4 separate regions of the Zea mays genome follow, and regions 2, 3 and 4 are each linked to region 1. The links are chromatin contacts, called in public Hi-C maps. All regions are on one chromosome and are shown on one strand. The core of a region is the stretch at or near the end of the contact, and the rest is flanking DNA. Distances in the headings are between cores, read along the strand shown. Region 1 holds the start of LOC103626967 (BAG family molecular chaperone regulator 6). Region 2 holds the start of LOC100383395. Region 3 holds the start of LOC100274431 (BTB/POZ domain-containing protein POB1). Region 4 holds the start of LOC100285347 (50S ribosomal protein L21, chloroplastic-like).

What was found. Hi-C and Micro-C count contacts between places; a contact is called where the count stands out from the background.
Region 2: a Hi-C map of bundle sheath shows a contact between it and region 1, with 4 times the contacts expected there. The contact joins the promoter of LOC100383395 here to the promoter of LOC103626967 in region 1. A contact is called at or near these places in 7 of 25 Hi-C or Micro-C datasets (bundle sheath, ear, leaf and 2 more).
Region 3: a Hi-C map of ear shows a contact between it and region 1, with 2.4 times the contacts expected there. The contact joins the promoter of LOC100274431 here to the promoter of LOC103626967 in region 1. A contact is called at or near these places in 3 of 25 Hi-C or Micro-C datasets (bundle sheath, ear and tassel).
Region 4: a contact with region 1 is called in a Hi-C map of ear, with 4 times the contacts expected there. The contact joins the promoter of LOC100285347 here to the promoter of LOC103626967 in region 1. A contact is called at or near these places in 5 of 25 Hi-C or Micro-C datasets (ear, leaf, leaf mesophyll and 1 more).

The regions. Positions count from the first base shown.
Region 1 is chr5:142,119,754-142,122,772 of Zm-B73-REFERENCE-NAM-5.0, forward strand. It overlaps LOC103626967 (BAG family molecular chaperone regulator 6), which reads right to left and starts at 1,564. Exons shown (of 7, transcript XM_008647329.2): 1 at 1,179-1,564.
Region 2 is chr5:142,501,864-142,504,882 of Zm-B73-REFERENCE-NAM-5.0, forward strand. LOC100383395 reads left to right here and starts at 1,560. Exons shown (of 3, transcript NM_001176050.1): 1 at 1,560-1,746.
Region 3 is chr5:141,839,831-141,842,849 of Zm-B73-REFERENCE-NAM-5.0, forward strand. LOC100274431 (BTB/POZ domain-containing protein POB1) reads right to left here and starts at 1,459. Exons shown (of 6, transcript NM_001148790.2): 1 at 1,119-1,459. The coding sequence starts at 1,329.
Region 4 is chr5:142,380,158-142,383,176 of Zm-B73-REFERENCE-NAM-5.0, forward strand. LOC100285347 (50S ribosomal protein L21, chloroplastic-like) reads left to right here and starts at 1,612. Exons shown (of 5, transcript NM_001158239.1): 1 at 1,612-1,971; 2 at 2,459-2,539. The coding sequence starts at 1,624.

The DNA.
Region 1 (3,019 bases), core at 314-2,813:
ATATAGATTTTAATATTTTTATTTTCTGTTCTTCTCGCATGTGCAATCCAATACACCCTACCAAACACCATCTCTATTGGTACAATGACCAAGACAACCAAATAAAGACTCATCACATAAATTCAGCCGCCTAGCCTAGCCTGGCTCACTGGTAAGAACCAAGCTAAAGTTATGCGAGCAACCAATGAGTCCCTTAGGCTATTTCCAGCAGCCTCCATATCTCACCCCTATGTTACTCTCTATTACAAACTCTGCTCTGTAGATAGTATAGTCTATAGTTCAAAATAATGGTTTGTACATATCAATACACAAGTTGTACTGTAGATGTTCTAAAGACTATCTCTAGCAGACTCCATATCCTACTCCTTATCTCAGTCCTTATTTTAAACTCTACTCTATAAACAGTATAATCTATTTTACAAAATAGTATTTTATACGGCCATTTACACGGCCTGTTGTGGATGGCCTATATCTTACTGTCAGCAAGCCTAGAGCCATCTCGGCATCACATTAGTTTAAAATAAAATACAACGTTTTATTAAAAAATCATTCAAGTACATAACTAAACAAATAAAAATTATATAAAAAACCATTCAAGTAAATAACTAAAAAATGAAAATTGCATAATCCATATAAAATAAATAAAAATTATATAATTCATTAAAAATTATATAATTCATAAAACGTAAATAAAAATAACATAATTTCTGAAGCTAAAAAATAGATAATTCATAATTTTCTTTTGGATTTTTTTCGAACTCCACTTAGATGACTTAAAAAATAGATAGCTAAGGTGAGCGCATGCCTCAACGAATTAGAACATAACATCTCGCTAAATCTTATCGATACCGATTGGTCTGAATCGATACCGCCGGTCACCGTTGAGACCGAATCGATCGGTACCAACGTATCGAAGGTCTCGCGTTGCATCCAACCTTAGTTATGAACAATAAACAATCCTAACATATTCTTCTTCTTGATTAAAAAGGCGAGGTTTGCGAGTAAAGCACGGGTTTAAGCAGCAGAGATTTTCGAGACTGCACGTAAGCATGAAACGCGGACACCATAGTTTGCAATCCCGGACCAACACAGTACTGAATCGGACACACCAAAATCATCAGAACTTTCGAGGTAGGAGTGAAAATGGGAGGAGGCTGGGCGAGGAGGGGCACACTTACAGTGCGGCGGGCGAAGAAAAAGCAGCAGAGCGCGGATCAGACAGACGAGCCACCACCAAAGCTTGAAAATTCCACGGGGCCGAGTGACGTCAGCTACCGGCGAGCGATGCAGTCCGCGGGTCCCAAGGCTGTCGTCGTCCCCCCTCTCTCTCCCTTACTTCTCGCGAGCGCTTCTGGTTTCTTGCGTGTTGTTTCGCGGCGCGGAGCAGACGCGCGGTATTTATGCGGAGAACGGGGCCAGGGCCCTCCGAGGAGTGAAGGTGGAAGGAGAAGCCGTTGGGGGTTCGAGAGGGTTCGCGTCGTGGCCGAGTGGCTGACTCGGTTCGCTCTCTCGCGCGGTCGCATTCCTTCTCGACGGTTCCACCGCTTCCACGAGTCCCACTCGTATTATTATTTTATATATATATATATATATATATATATATATATATGTTACAAGGCATATAAAATATTCAACAAAATATTAATGCATAACTATTATATAAAATAAAACAGAGGTTGTATATCAGTGATGGTAGTTGTTACCTTCTTGCTAGTAAGATCTAAAACTTGTAACTTAAACTTTAAAACTTGATCATGTACTTCCTTTATTATTAGAATAATATGAAGAGCTTTTAACATTTTCTTTCGACTTGCACGATCTGGTGTGTATGTTATAATTAGGTTATTGGATTTCCATTTGTAGGAAACGGGTGACGTCTAGGAGGGGGTGAATTAGTACTTCTAAAACTTTTACTAAACTAGGCCACAAATAAATCACTATAACAAAACCTATGCAAATAGTAAACTAGAATGTGCAAACTAGGTTTTGTCTAAGTGTTGCTATCTCTACCGCAATAGCTAAGTTTCAATCTACATTATATAAGTATGAATACAAGATTGAAACTTAAATGCTTAATATAAATGCGAAAACTTAAATAGCAAAGTAGATATGCAAACTCTCGTGGATGACGCCGGTATTTTTACCGAGGTATCCGGAACCAAGGTCCCGACTAATCCTCGTTGGTGCCCCTACGCAAAAGGAAGCCCACGTGAGGACCAAGCACCTCGGTCGAGTAACTCTGTAGAGAGTCGCGGGCCTTCTCCACGCGCAAGTGGTGCTCCGCTTCCGGCTCCTCTCGGACGCTCCCCACCGTCTCCACTATCGAGCTTCCGCCCGAAACGCCGCAGGCATCGTTCCCTCCGGTACACGATGGCGGTCGTGACACAAACGCGGTTGTCACGGTCTCGCAAGACTCGCGCCCCACTCGGTACAAATACAACGACTCGCGCAAGAGCCGAGGGGTTGTGTGGTTTTACAAAACTCACTCAACTAACTAGGGTTCACCTAGAGCAAGCGCTAGAGCGGTCTAACTAACATAAGCACTTCGCAAAGCACCTACGCTAATTACTGAGTGATTCTATTAAGCACTTGGGTGTAAGAGCACTTGAGAATGTCTATTGTATGCGTCGGTATGTCTCTTGGGCTCCCACTATTGGAAATGGCCGGTTGGGGTGTATTTATAGCCCCCAACACAAAACTAGCCGTTGGAGGAAAGCTGCTACTTTCTGTGGTGCACCGGATCGTCCGGTGCCCCTGTCCGGTGCGCCTAGCCGTTAGTCTGTCACAGCAGGTGACCGTTGGCGCGCAGGCTTTTCACACCGGACAGTCCGGACTTCACATCGGACAGTCTGGTGGTCTTCCCTCCGGGTACCACCTAGAACTAGCCGTTAGGGCTTCGGTTCCTGGTGCACCGGACAGTCCGGTGCCCTCGACCGGACAATCCGCCTGTTGCAACACATCTTCTTTCTTCTTGGACTTTTCTTTGATCTTCTTAATGTCTTCTTTTGAGGTGTTGCTT
Region 2 (3,019 bases), core at 310-2,809, 380 kb after region 1:
AGAAAGAAATGTTAAATAAGATCTACAAGACTAGTAAGAGGATTTCTCAAACTAAATTATTTAAGCAATTTAATAATTGATGGATTGTTCCATATCGACATAGACTAAGACAAAAAGGTATGTAGAAATTAGCCTTAAAAAACTAACAAAGCAACTTAAACTAGAGGGGAAAAGGCATAAAAAAGGTGGAGGAGGAAAATGAGAAAAAAAACTTAGTTTATTAGTTATACTAGTCGGATGACTGTGTATTGTTACGGTTTTTATATAACATTAGTAAACTTTATTTTAATAAAACATAAAAATATGTGTATTTTATTGGTTAGATTAGTGTGAATATGGTGTCACAATCAAGTTTTGAACCCCATTTAAGCATAATTTTACCTTATTTTTAGATAAAGCGGGAAGAGGAAGAACGACACACTACGACGATAGTAAACGTGGAACTATATAAACTGATGATTTATATAGTATAGAAAAGATTAATAAAATACGTGTTTTTAATTTTGATGGTTATGTTATATAATTTCTAATTGTTTTTCTTACGTAATTGCATTTGTTTAAATATATAATTAGATGTATTTTTTTTTATTTTAATAAAACAATATAACACCGAGAGCAAGCGCATAGCAGGTGAGGTCAGGTCAGTTTGCGGAGATCAATTGGGAAGGAGGCTGACACGTCGGCCGGGCCGCACTCCCCCACGTTGCAAAACAAAGAGACGGCACCACTCCAGGATGGCGACACGGACGCCGCCGCGACCATCCTTTGCTCACCTGGGCCCCACGCACAACACAATCCGAGGCAGGGCGGCAGCGCGGGTGCGAGTCGCGTCACCCGTGACGGCCCGATTCCGTCCATGTACTAGTGCGCGAGCCATCCGAGTGAGCAATGAGCATACGCGACTGACGTGCGGGGCAAGGTGGTTCGTGGGCCCACGCGTCGGTTGATGGGCGCGACGTGGTAGCGGTGGCGTGAGGTGCGCCGCCGACCGCATAGAGGCATGCGCACTTGCACAGGCGGCCATGGATTCTTCCAAGCGGCTTCGTTTGGTCGAGTCGCCTTTTTCGCTGTAAGATCCTTGCTGGATGTCGGATTTACGGACAAGGACAACAACAGATTCTCTTCTCTTTGGCCTCACGTAGACGTATTGCAGACAGATGCTCCGACAAATACAAGCTTACAATTCTTTACCATCAAACCAAAGTAAAAAAAATATACCATAGAACAACTCAAAATTGTCGTGTTAATCAGCTACTTTCTCTTACAAACCGGCAAAGTTTAGAGAGAGCCAACATATATGATAGTAGAACAAAATATCACTGGCTGTTCACATGTGCCAGATTATCTATTTTTAGTTTCCTTTTTTTATTATTTCAGTGGTTTCCATGAATAGTTTCTGCCCTTTTTATGTTCCGTAAAAGCTTATTCAAAATAAACCGTTGCTGGACTCCGAACAAACTTGGCATCCGCTCTGCCCAAGGAAACGAAAGGGAGGGAGAGCGACTTTTTTTCCATTAAAAAAGCCCCCCGAAGGAATGCTGTAATTGCCCCTCTCTGCTCTGGTTGCCAAGGCAAAGGGCCACACCCTCACCTCAGCATCTCTCTGCTCCACTTCTCCTCGTCCCCGTCCGACATCGCATCGCATCGCATCACCGCCTCTCGCTTTCTGCCCATCAGCCCTCCCTCTCTCTCCTGCGTCTCCGAGGCGCGGACGACGGCGACGACGCGAACGCCCCCGCCGCCTAGGTATCTCCTTCGCCCTCCTCCCCATCCGTCGTGGCGCGCGCCCGCCTCCCTCTCGGTCGGCGTCGTCGTATTTTACCGGCGCCGGCGGTTTCGTTTTCGTCCTCGTATGCGCCAGCGAAGTTTGCGCGAAAATCTCTCTCCTTGTAGTCCCCGCGGGTTCTTCCACGCTCGTTTTCACGAATTTACGATTATTAATTTCAGTTCTTGTCGCGGTGTGGGGGGTGTCCGCTATTTAATCCTTCGCTGGCAGCAAGTTGATCCTTCCCAGCTCCGGCTCAGTGTTCCGGAGAGGTGCAAGGTGGAAGGTTGGTATGGCCTTCTAGTTTATTGTCTTCGTACTGAGCCCACCCTTCGTTTGCCCATGGAGAACTTGAGAGATCGTTCAGTTCTTAGCTCAACCCGTGCCCTTGCGGTTGATGAGGTGCGCACGCGAAACTGGATATACTTGTTAGTGGAGCGGCGTCGCGTCTCTATTTTTTTAAATCTGGAGAATCGTTCTGAGTCAGATCTTTGATGGTGTCTGAGGCTCTGGGTCTAGGTGAGAGGAGTGGAGCCTGAATTGTGCTGCAGCTTCTGTCTCATTTTGGGGTTCATGTCTGCATTGAGGAGATTTTCAACCCGTTGTCTTAGTGAAATCACTCATAATTCCTCTTACCTTGTGACAGAGTCTGCCTCTGAACACTGTGAATTCCCATCCATTGTTTATTTGTGGAGAAGGTGTAGAAGCGCTTCACAAAGTTGCGCTTCATGAAAACAACGATCTTAAACTTATTGACTAGAGAGTTACGTTTATGAACAATATAGTATCTTCAGAAGAAGAATGTATGGTTGGTTTCATCTTGGCTCCCTAATTGGATCACATGTAGTTTAGGTATACAGTAATGTTCCTACGTCTCCTACAATCGAAAGACAGTGGCAGGATCACCTCTACACGCGCATGGTTCGTTCTCTCTGGTCCATCCCTTCTGTTCGTTTGACCCCAAAACTAAGGGAACTGTATGGAGGATTAAATCCCCTGCAAGGCAAAACCCCTCTCAAACCTCTCCAATTCCCTTGATTTTGTAATCAAATGAACACGGCAGGCTGCTTTCCCTTTGCAAGTTCAATGGAGTAAAAAGCTCTGCTCATTTGACTGTTCCTTTCCAGTGAATCTTCTGACCTCCTCTCTCGTAGTTTAAATTATGTTCAATATCTTTCTTTGTAGTTGCTTTTGCTCACGAAAGGCATACGAGAGTACCATTACGCATCATTTGAAATTTTCTTAATGGTTTTA
Region 3 (3,019 bases), core at 209-2,708, 280 kb before region 1:
TTGGAGGTCTCACACGTTCAAATCACCTCAATTGGTGTTAGACAAGCTTTTCTTCAATTGGTGCTAACCATATCCTATCACCTATATCATCGTTTCGAACTTGATCCCTTGTATGGCCACAAATCCAACACAACATAGAACACACACATTTCCACAACACTTATTACAGCAAATTAGAGGTGCCATGGCCTGCTGTTGAATCGACACGAGAAGATGGCTGCTGCCACCAGGGCTGCTGGAACGAGGGAGGACAGCAACTCCGGCACAGTAGCCAGCAGATCTGCCGCTCTCCGTCTTCCATGCACTTCCTCTCTGCCACACGCTCTATTTCTCCCATGCTTTTCCTATGAGTCTCCCGCCAGAATCTCCTGATGCTTTCCCCCTCCTCCCACCTTTCTTCCACAAGTGATTTCCTACGATTCAGACGCTAATGTGACGATTTTGAGACGCCAAACCCATAAGACAGACAACATATATATATGCAAGGCATAGTGTAACCCTAGCCCGCTCCAGTGCTTAAACTACACCTTAATAACTATGGTTTCCATGATTATGAAGCACAATTGACCCTCTCCGGGTATTTTATCAACAGAGTAAGTCTTCCATGGTTATCTTAAGAACAGGCGACACAAAACCTACACCTCCATAATCAGAAGCATCTATACGCTGCCAACCTAAAAAGTACAGATGCATCACCTGCAAATGGTTTCTGAGTTGCACCCCTCTCGTTACCCCGTAGCTTCTCAACTAGATTAATTTGAATATTTGGGTGGGTCAACTCAAATTCAAACTATGGATAGCCTGAATTAATTCATTTATTCCTGTAAATACGTTTGTCAATTATTGTAGCTCATGACAGATCAAAATGTCAGATAATTCGTACAAGTGCGTCATGGCAGCTCCAAATTGAAATTCCTCTCTATCCTTCACCGATTCCCTTTCCATTATAACCTATATTGTCGGGTACCTACGTGAATCAGATTTTACTAAAATAAACGAGGCACATAGGAGCCCCCAGCAAATTCTCAGCCGAATCGCGTCAAGCGTCACAAATAAACACGCAAAATCACACGACCGCAAGGCAACAACGGCATGCGTAGCCAGAATCCGTGGCGTACCTTTCTCCTTGAGGAGCTCCTCACGGCGGCGCTTGCGGTGGCGCGCCCAGTCGGCGAGGCCACCTCCTCCGGCACCGGCGCCGCTGGACCCCGGAGCGTAGTCATCCCCGGCGACGACCTCGATACGCAATTCCCGGTCGGAGAAGTTGACCTCGTTGAAGGCGAATTCAAAGCTGGGCCCCCCGCCCCCGGGCGAGAAGTCCGGGTCCATCTCCGCCGCCGCGGTCGCGTGCACGCCGACCAGCCTCCGCCTACGGGAAGTGGGGGAGGCGTGGAAGGCGGTGGCCGTAACCCTAGCCGGCGGGGTGCTCGAGGGGGAGGGCGAAACGAGAGAAGTGGCCGGGAGGGAAAGGAGGAGAAGACACAAGGAAGAGACGGTGGTGGTTATAATGAGGCAATGGAGGGGCTAGGATGGGAAAGGGGGCTTCAAACGTTTTGGTGGTGGTGCCGATGGTGCCGCGACAGCGGCGTTGAATTCGTGCTCGGATTGTTGGTTTGGCTCGGCTGACCGTTTGCGTTGAATTCGTGCTCGGATTGTTAGTTTGGCTGACCGTTTGCGTACGCCTAGGTCTGAAAAAAAAAAGTTCAAAGCTCACGAGCCAGTTTAAGTTTGGGGCAGTTTGTAAACGTCGAGTGAGTCGAGTCGAGCCTTATTTTTGAGTTTGCTGGTCCACCGAGCTAGCTCGTTCTGGCTCGTAAGCCGTGCCAAATTAATCAAACTATATATAATAATAGATAATTTCACTTATAGTATTAAATGATGATTATATTTTTCACATTTATGTACTATTAAATCACTATATAATGCAATATTATTTATCAAGGTCCAGCTTGCGAGCCGAGCTGAGCCTCCTCTTTCAGCTCGTTGAGTGAATGAGCTGAGCTTGTCTGTCAACGAGTTGCACCGAGCTAAGTTCGGCTCATTTCCAGCCCTAATACCACCTCTAGTGTTTCAATTCGAAAATATCCAATGTCGTGTGTTGTATATATATGGTGAGAGTGGCAATAGAGACTACGTCCTCTATTTGTTGCGGGGAATTGCTCTTGTTCGGGTTTGTTCGGTTGCTGTTGGAACTCAGTGACACGTGGTCGAGTGGGTCCAAGTAGTGGGAAACAAAAATACTTTGATGCTTAACAACACGATGGATTAGAGCAACAGTGTTTTTTCAGCCTGTCCCATCAGGGTACAGTGCGGGGTATTATAGGTAACTGTAAATATAGTTATGCCCCTAGTTACCTACGTTATCCCCAGAATATTCCCCCCTCAAGGGTTATTAGAGGTCATTACAGTGTGGTTAAGTACAACCCGGACTGACACACTGTTAGGGGGCTTACTCTCTCGAAGGTCCTAAAAACATGACTAACCATATATTTTCAGCATGATATGAATTATTACAGGGAACTTGGGCTTCAGAATGGAAGTTCTCTCCCATGGCAAAGGCATACGAGATGAAGATATAATCCGAAGATGATAAGAATGAACGTTGAAGTTATAGCCGAAGAGTAATAGCTTCGGCTTAAATGGTGATGAAGACCAGACATGATGCTGACCGGAAGGGAAAAAGACTAGCAAGTCCTTAATGATTTATGTTATGTTCATAAGTAAATATCAAGGACACAAATGTACTTTTACCCGGGCTGTGTCCGTGCCTATAAATATATGAACAGTAGCAACGTACTGTTCATGCTGGATTGTAATCGCTCTCACGTCAACACCTTCGAACAAGCCGAAGGTATCAATGTAATGTAAATCCTGTTAATGTACATGTCTACATTATGAAATTCATATGAATACGAATTGATGCAATATAATCATTACTATTATGTATTCTCATTTTCATGAATGTTAAAGACATGTCCTACATGACCGCGTCTGAAGATCATTATATCTGAAATGAGAT
Region 4 (3,019 bases), core at 362-2,861, 260 kb after region 1:
TTGTTGTCTCTACGGCCTCCGATGATTTACCTATGGTAGTTCATCGGATCCAGTCTGCTCACGCGCTCACGCTTAGGGTTTGGCAAACCCTAAGCCAAGGACCGTGACAGAGTGCTGCAACCAGGGGACTGAATTACCATTTCTTGCAGGTGTTGTAATCAAGGGGTCGTCGCTCGAAGGGCACCGACCGGTGGGGATGACGCTGCAGTAGGGAGTTTGTCTGGTGACAAACAGTTGGGAAAAGCGTCGCCGCTTGAAGGGCACGGCTAGGAAAAGCGATCGAGCAGGGGGCAGTCGTAACGAGGACAAGTGCCAGAGAGCGCCGTCACCGTCGTAGGAGCGCCGCCGGCCGGGAAGAATGCTGCCGCGAGCAAGAGATGGGGAACCCTAGCGAAGGGAGCTCGTCTGGTGAGGAACAGAGGAGAAAAGGATACCGAGGAGAAAAGGAAACACAACCAAAGAAACAAATCGGTACGTACATAACCAGTGGGAGTGGTTATTTTTTAATTTGGTTTGCCCTCAACGCATCAAAAGTAGCCCCATAGCAGCTATGAGATTAGTACTGTAAAAAGCAGGTTGTGTTGAGATAAGTTGCTACAAATTAGACTCTTTTGGTTTAGCTTCTACTTTTTTTAAAGCAAAAGCAGGTTCCAAAAGTAGAACCAAACGCACTCTTAGTCCAGAAAAAGACGTTCATACCGTTGCATCATTGCCCCTCTTATTATCATCTGCTTGTAAATTTGCTCTCACTTTGATATAAAAGTTTAGAGTATAAGTATAAAATAAATCCGACCATAAATTTGAAAACCAATTATCTCAATTTCAAAATTTTAAATACTTTGAATTTAATTTGAAATACAATTTGAAGTATTTTAAATTTTAAATTTGAAATAAAAATTTGAATTTAGTGAATTTGAAATATATTTTTATTTTGAATATTTGAAATTGAAGTATTTGAAATTCTGAATTTAATGAACTTGGAATAAATTTTGGTTTTCATTTTTCTAAAATTTGAATTAAAATATTTGCAATAAAAATTTGATTTTAATGAATTTAAAATAAAATTTGAATTTTAAATTTTGAATTATTTGAAAACTTGAATTCAATGAATTTGAAATAATTTCTGATTTTCAATTTTTTAAATAATTGATTTTTCAGATTATAGTCATGTGATACTTATACTTTAAACTTTTAGGTTATAGTTAGGTAAATTTGCAAACAGCAAATAATAAGAGAGGTAATGATGCAAGTGTATAAATATATTTTTAAAGATTGAGTTAACATTGCTACGTGTTTATAATGAAATAAAAGCAAACAGAGGTTTCATTTAAAAAAATAGGATAACGATGCAAAGTTCAAAAAACAGAGGTAAAAATAAAGTTAGAATCGTGAGTTGGTGCAACCATGCAGTTGTTCCTTTTTAAAACGTTGGTTTGCTGTGGTTTGTAAAGTTCTACAACCAACCATGCAATTGTCCCTTTTCAAAACGTTGGCTCGCTGTGGTTTCTAAAGTTCTACTATGTTTTACTTGAACTTTATTTTAGTTTTTTTTTCCTCCATACCTTACTGATCTGAACCGTTGGCTTTCAATCGGATCGCCCGCTATCCCCTCCTATCCACAATATGATCCCTGGCCTCTCATCCTCCGAAAACTCCACTCCTTCGTCATCCATGCGTCCCCTCCCCGCCGCGGCCATGGCCACCGCGACGCTGCCCCTCCGCCTCCTCCCCTCCAAAACGCTGACTCTCTCCACTCTCCCCTCCCTGCGCCGCTCCCTCTCCGTCGCCGCTTTGGAGCCCCGGCGCTGGCGCCTCCGAGCCGCCGCCGAGGAGGCGCCTGAGGCCGTGGAGGTTGAGTTCGTGGAGCCCGAGACGGAGGCTGAGGAGAAACCCGCGGTACCGGAGCCCATCGAGGCTCAGCTGGCCGCCGCGGGGGCCGGGAAGGACGCGGACATCTTCGCTGTTGTCATGGTGGGTTGGCTACTTGGCTTGCAACTTTGGACTGAATTACTTGAAAATGACACGTCGTCATTTATGTTGCATTACCATTAATGTTAGGTATGTCTTACATTGCGTGGAAAATGGCTAGGATGGTGGTGTCAGTACTAACATCAATGCTCGATGCCACGATCACGCAGTGCTTGCGTAGTGATGCTGGCAATTTCACGGCTTCCGGTTATTTACTACTAGCCTTTTAGGCCGTGCTCAGGAGAGTGTGCATATGGTCGTACAAAACACTGTTTTATGCTGTAGATTGCAATATTTATAGAGTGAAGTTTGAAATAAGAAGTGAGATAGGAAGTGCCGGAGATAGCCTCAGTTTTTATCTTTTTTCAAAATGCTGAAATATGTAAGAATGTATCTCTTAGCAGGCAATTGTTTGTGTGTTGTCCGAATGAGCAGTTTGAAAAAAAATGACTGAAGACTTATATATTCTGACAGCTTTCCTTTATTACAGATTGGTTCAAGACAGTACATAGTGATGCCGGGCAGGTATATATACACACAGAGACTGAAAGGTGCCAATGTCAATGATCAGGTTTGGTGATTCACCTGTCTGCATACTCCAAGCTGATAGTGTAGATTGAGATGTTGTATTGTTTCCCTCCTGCAATTCTTTTGATATGAAAGTCATTTGGAGAATCTTCTGTTTATCTTGATGCATTTGTGTCCTTGTAGCAGCAATTGTTCACTAAATATTTCCTTAAGAGCTTGCAAAAACTATTACCTATACATCCTTCTTTCTAGATGTCTGCTATTATGGTGGATAGGGTAATTTATCATTGCAGATTTTGATATGTTGTGAGCACAGAGAAAAGCCACCATTGTCCTCTAGTCTGTAGTCTTCGTCTGCTCACAATCCTAGATCCAAATGATATGATGCATCTGGTGCAAATGCATAGACATTTCCACCATGATGGTACTATCAGCTCAGGTTTTATGCAGTCACATAAAATTGTTGGAACCGGACCGCCGACACACGGCGTGTCCGTCGGGGCCGCCCGCACACACGGCGCGC